Regions from separate parts of the Zea mays genome. Here region 2 is linked to region 1. Evidence: chromatin contacts called from public Hi-C data. All regions are on one chromosome and are shown on one strand. Each heading gives the region's core, a stretch centred on a gene start, on an enhancer-like site or on the middle of the called end of the contact. The rest is flanking DNA. Distances are from core to core; before and after follow the strand shown.

Region 1 (2,976 bases), core at 281-2,780:
GAGTTGGAACAACGTCTCCCACCTAGAGCTAGCCTCCGACGAGTCAAGATTGCTTCTCCTGCCTAGAGCTGGCCTCAGGCGAGTCGTGACTGATTCCCCCGCCTAGAGCTGGCCTCGGACGTGATGGAACATCGTCTCCTATCTGAGGTTGTCCTCAGGCGAGACGGAACAACGTCTCCAGTCCGAGGTTGGCCTCGGACGAGATAGAACAGCGTTTCCCGTCCGAGGTTGGCCTCGAGCGAGACGGAACAACGTCTCCCATCTGAGGTTGGCCTTGGTCGAGACTAAACATCGTCTCTCGTTTGAGGTTGACCTCAGGCGAGACGGAACAACGTTTCTGTGCTCGTAAGGACTCGGGGATATCTATCTCCCACAGTCATGGACCGTTCAGCATGCCTGGTCTATCAGGACATGTATACCCGTACACCATGTTTGTTGGCTCTAAACCCACATTCACACTCACCTAAACAACAGAACACACATATCTTTATATTCTATACTTAAGCATAAAATAAAAACCACAACAATATATGAGCACTTTGATAATCTACTCTATATAGGCTAAAGAACATAAGCCCTATTTTGGCCCATTTCAGTCTCTCTTAGGTTGTATGCCCACATAGGCAACACGCTACCGCTACCTGGCCACAGTCGGTCGTTGGGCTGTGCATCAATCGCCTGCTGGGGTTGCTAGGCTAAGCTAGCCAAGTTGCATTTTTTTCTTTTTCCACTTTTTTTTATTTTTTTCTCTTTTTAGATATTGCATGCCAACACACGCAATTGTTTCACATATATCTTTACTATATTTAAGTGGAAGTTTCTCACCTCCTACGGCGATGTGCTGGAGTTCGAACCATTGCCCTCCCCCTCACGCGCCCAGGTTCTAACCACCGGAGCTTCTAACCATTTGTGTTCAATAAAAAATAGATATTAGAAATTTTTTAATATAGAAACTGTAGTAACACACAAACAACCAATTAGTAAGCATGTATACACAACATCCAATATCAAAATCTTATATAAACACACATACATAACATCTATATTATGTAAATCACTTTGCAAAGCCAACATCAATATAAACCAATTTTTAATCACACACGATTTTACAATTGCCCTCCATCAGTTGTTTTTTCATTATTAGCAAGGCTAGCTTATTTTCATAGAACTAATTGACGTATGACCCGGTAGCCGGTAATACGCGGAGTCAACTAAAGTGTGTTTGGTGGACTAGGTACACTCCTTTAAATAGCACTGGAATCTAGAGCGTTTCTTTCAAGTCAATTATAAAACTGAAATAGCATTGAAATCACACAGTATGAATAGATTATTAGGTGATATTTTATAATCAAATATTGTGGTAATCATGGAGAATCAATTATTGTTAATGATTTGAACTGATAGGTAGCGTCAATTTGATGCAGGACTAATTTAAAAAATCAAGATATGGTGAATTTGTATTGCGAACAAAATGTAATATAATAATATATAATGGTAGGGCAGATTGTGCACAGATTCCTGATCTCACATGTCCCTCTCGCTATGGATGTTCACTTGTTCTGTTCTATAGACTTTTCTGAGTTTTCTCGTTGAGCAAAGTAGAAATGTACAAGTTTCTCTACTCCGAACGCATTTCATGGCAAAAAATCACAAATCAAAAGCATACTATCAGCATAGAGGCATGGTTCCTGGGGTTCTTGATTCGAAATCTCCATCTCATCGCCATGCACACTTCCTTCTGTGCAGCATCTTCATATTAATCTCCTCCAACACAGCAACGCTATCATCAGCGCAGGCCAGCAATAGGTCAGAGGATGACCGGCAAGCCCTCCTTTGCTTCAAGTCTGGTCTCTCCGGGAACTCTGCTGGTGTCCTAGGATCATGGAGCAACGACTCACTGAACTTCTGCAAATGGGAAGGGGTCACCTGCAGCACGGCCATCCCAATCCGCGTGGCATCCTTGAAGCTAAGGTCAGTGCAACTCAGAGGAAAACTATCAAGTTGCGTAGCAAATCTTACTTCCCTAGTGCAGATGGATCTCTCAAACAATTCGATTTCTGGGGAGATACCTGATGAAATAGGTTCACTACCCCTACTTCAGACTCTAATCCTCTCGAAGAACCTCCTATCAGGAACTATACCACCTGAGATAGGAAAACTTGTGAGTCTCACAAAACTTGCCATGGACCAAAACATGCTTTCAGGAATCATTCCCTGGACTATTGGGAATTTATCAAATTTGGTTGTCCTGGCACTGTCCACAAACAGCTTGTCAGGTGAAATCCCAGCCAGAATTGGCTATCTCCCTCAACTGATCCAGCTTTACCTGGATGACAATACGTTATCTGGACGCATACCAGCACAACTAGTGCAGTGCACAAGGTTGGCTATGTTAAATTTATCAGTCAATAGCCTTAATGGATCCATACCAAGTGAAATCCTCAGTATTTCTTCGCTTTCTTTGGGGTTGGACTTATCAAACAACAATCTTATAGGAACAATACCATCACAGATTGGAAAACTGATCAATCTTGGCTTACTGAATGTTTCCAGCAACAAGTTATCTGGTGAAATACCATCTGAACTTGGGCAGTGTGTTTTATTGTTATCCCTTCAGATGGAAGGCAACATGCTCGATGGGGTTATTCCACAGTCTCTCAATACACTGAAGGGCATACAACACATGGATCTCTCTGAAAACATCTTATCTGGTCAAATTCCAGATTTCTTCGAGAACTTCAGTACCTTAGATTATCTTAATCTATCATACAACAGACTAGAAGGACCAATTCCAACCAGTGGTATCTTCACAAATTCTAATGCAGTCATGTTAGAAGGTAACAAGGCGTTATGTCAACAAATTGACATATTTGCATTGCCGATCTGCCACATCACATCTGCAAGAGAAAGAAAAATTAATGAACGCCTACTGCTGATAACAGTTCCACCAGTTATTATCGCTTTGTTGTCATTTTT
Region 2 (2,976 bases), core at 303-2,802, 280 kb after region 1:
GCTAATTCCTCGGTTTAACCCCATGGTAAATTGATCCCGAGGGAATTAGTGGCGCGCTTGCTACGCATCGTCTGCTCTCTCTCTCTCTCTCTCTCTCCTCCGGATCCGCGCGCATGCATGCAATGCAGTAGCTTTCCTTCACTGCCACTCCTTTCATGCCCCGCCCGGCTCTCAAGACACGTAGGAGAGTGTACTACTTGGTAGCCCTATGGATTGTTTCTCTATGCACTGAATGCAAGGAGTGGAGGACGACGACTGTCCATTTACAATTCGTTGCATGCATGCCCATATGGCCCTGCCATGCCAGCCTTGATTTCATGAAGCACGTACCAATCCCACGCACAGTATGTATGTATGCTTCCCGTCAAAGCTAGCTAGCTTAGCTACCAGGTCGGCCCGGCCAGGTTGAACCAATCAAAACGAGGTAGGTCGGAATAGCTCATGCATATATACTATCTTTATTCTAAAATATAGTTCTTTTTTAGCACACTTTTTTTCCGTCGATATTCATTCAAATGATAACAATGGCGAAGCTAAAATAGGTTGAGCATGTATAGTAATATATTATAGATGGTATATATATGGTGAAAATCTAATCTTTTTCACTACTTTCGTAAAATTTCGTGGGTATATGTACATCCACGGTTTGTAACCTAGCTTCACCCTACATGATAATGAATACATACATATATACATGGAAACTGTTACTTAATGAATACGTGTTTGATTAGTGTGTATTAACATATTGATGTTTAATTAAATTTGCGCCACCAATTGAAACACATATAAAACTGCTCAAACAAACCAATATAAATTTCTGCATTTAAAGCGAGAGAGCCCTGATCGATGGCGACGACCTGTGTGCGTGGTTTCGATAACGTAAACACACGGGAACATCCGTCAAAGAGGCGCATGTATGGGAAGAATGTTAGCATATGCATGCATACACGGCTTCTCGCTGCCAAACTAGCATTGTATATATATACAGTACACGTACGCGTGCATGTACTCTATATATATGTATTTTTTTTCCATTGGCAGTAGTAGAATGCGTGCACACGGGCTAGGCTACGTACCTTTGCAAGCAAGCCAAGTAGAGTAGTAGTTACACAACGCAACACGAGGCAGAGTCCCCCGGGCCCTCAAAACTAATCTCTCTCTCTCTCTCTCTCTCTCTCTCTCTCTCTCTCTCTCGTGTGCGCAACTTCCGTGCGCATATGCACCAGCTGCTGCTAGCCCCAGCCCCCAGTACCAGAGTAGTAGCTTCGCCTTGGCAATTGCAGCTAATAGTTTCCAGCTGCGCATACGTACTACGTGTCTGGCGTTCACCAGCCAGCAGAGCACGCATGCATGCATGCGTGTCTACCAAGCTACGGCCTATAGCCGCCGCCGCGCCGTGCATGCGAGCTGAGTCGTCTCGTCGTCCGCTGCGGGGAGGCTGCGGCCTGCGGGTCTGTGGCGACTCAGTCGTCGTTCCGCCGCGGGTTCCACCACCACACCAGCCTTCTCGCTCGACGCATCGACCACGCACTCCTCGCGTGCGACGCCGCCGTGCAGTGTGCATGCGTGCATACGCTGTTTCCTTGACAACGTACAAGGCACACCACTACATGATAGTACATAAATATGGTCATGCCAAAAGCAATGAACGCGCGCGAGCTGCAGCCTGCAGGCCGCATGCAGCTTCGTAGTACGTCGACACAGTCTTGGCTTGGACTTCTTGCATCGCTTGGTTCTAGTTTAAGGATATATACATTATTTCTTTTCTGACTCTCCCACGCTAATCATGCTTGCGTTTAATTATCCGTATTCAAATATAAAGACCAAATATAAAGACGTTACGGTCATATATATATCTAGCTACTCTAGACATAAAATACGTTGATTTTAGCTGAATGTCTATTTGGTCCGTTTCAAAATAAGTTATTTTAAAGTTATTTGCTGCATGTACGCCAGAAATGTCAGTATCCAACCAACCAGTCTCACGTAAGCCTCGACGAAAAAAATGCTTGGTACAAATTGTATATATATATGCGGGCATGCGGCCAGCGAACCAATCAGACGGATATTTTTCACCTGGACGAAAAAAATGCTTGGTACAAATTGTAAGGTTGATTTGATTATACATTTGCATATACGGTTTGCGTAAGTAAACACGCAACGATTAGAAAACGAGCTAACTGTGCAGTCCCTGCTGTCAATTTTGCCGCGCCGCACTCATCTGCAGTGCAGATCGATTGAGCCGTGCTATTTGAAGCTATTTCCGTTAGTTTTTTTTCTTTCTCAAACTAATTGACGACTCTGTTTTTTTTTCTGGAAGATCATGTAATCCTCACGTCATTTTCGTCAACCTGGCATGTGTTTGCAGGGTTGTTTGACTAGCTTAAAGGGCAACGTATCCTCTATTCGCTTTAGATTAAAGCCGACTGTTTGGACTGCTGAAACTGTAATTCATATATAAAGACAAAAACAATGTAGAAGGATTAGAAACCGGTACTTAAAACCAAGCGAATTAGTTGATCATGTACAAACCAAGTTTCCGTGTAAACTCTTTGCAAACCTACAAACAAAAGTGACAAAAAAAAACTCTCAAAAAAATTATAGGTGTACTTCATTCCCTATTCTACCATTGTATAAATTTTGAAGTTTAAATTCATCATATGTTAAGAAATAAAAAATTGAAAATTATCTCAGAATTTTCTTTTTTTGTATCTTTTAATATATAATGAATTTGAAATTGAAATTTTATACAACGGTAGAGTGGGCAAAGAAGTACATCCATAATTGTTTTGAGAATTTTTTTTTACTTTTGTTAAAGTTAGTTTGCATGGAGTTTAATTGCACAAAAGTACCGGTTTGCACCGGATATATTGCCAACTTAATAAAGAGTCTATATATTGCTTTGAAGACCTGCCTATCAACAGGTTTAAACCCATCAACATCATCTTAAGACGTTAAGATGGACACGTTTACTCA

The links. Hi-C and Micro-C count contacts between places; a contact is called where the count stands out from the background.
Region 2: a Hi-C map of leaf shows a contact between it and region 1, with 4 times the contacts expected there. The contact joins the enhancer-like site here to the promoter of LOC103646585 in region 1.

What each region holds. Positions count from the first base shown.
Region 1 is chr2:74,217,108-74,220,083 of Zm-B73-REFERENCE-NAM-5.0, forward strand. LOC103646585 (receptor kinase-like protein Xa21) reads left to right here and starts at 1,531. Exons shown (of 2, transcript XM_008671287.3): 1 at 1,531-2,976. The coding sequence starts at 1,637. LOC103646584 (a long non-coding RNA gene) reads right to left here. Exons shown (of 3, transcript XR_562284.4): 3 at 1,448-2,897.
Region 2 is chr2:74,496,274-74,499,249 of Zm-B73-REFERENCE-NAM-5.0, forward strand. No RefSeq gene overlaps it. Among protein-coding and RNA genes, the nearest start is that of LOC103646587, 24 kb to the left of the region's middle. Within about 2 kb of position 1,553, at least 14 of the 20 cell types and tissues checked have an H3K27ac peak or open chromatin away from gene starts, as enhancers often do. A contact at or near this core is called in leaf, where this site is marked.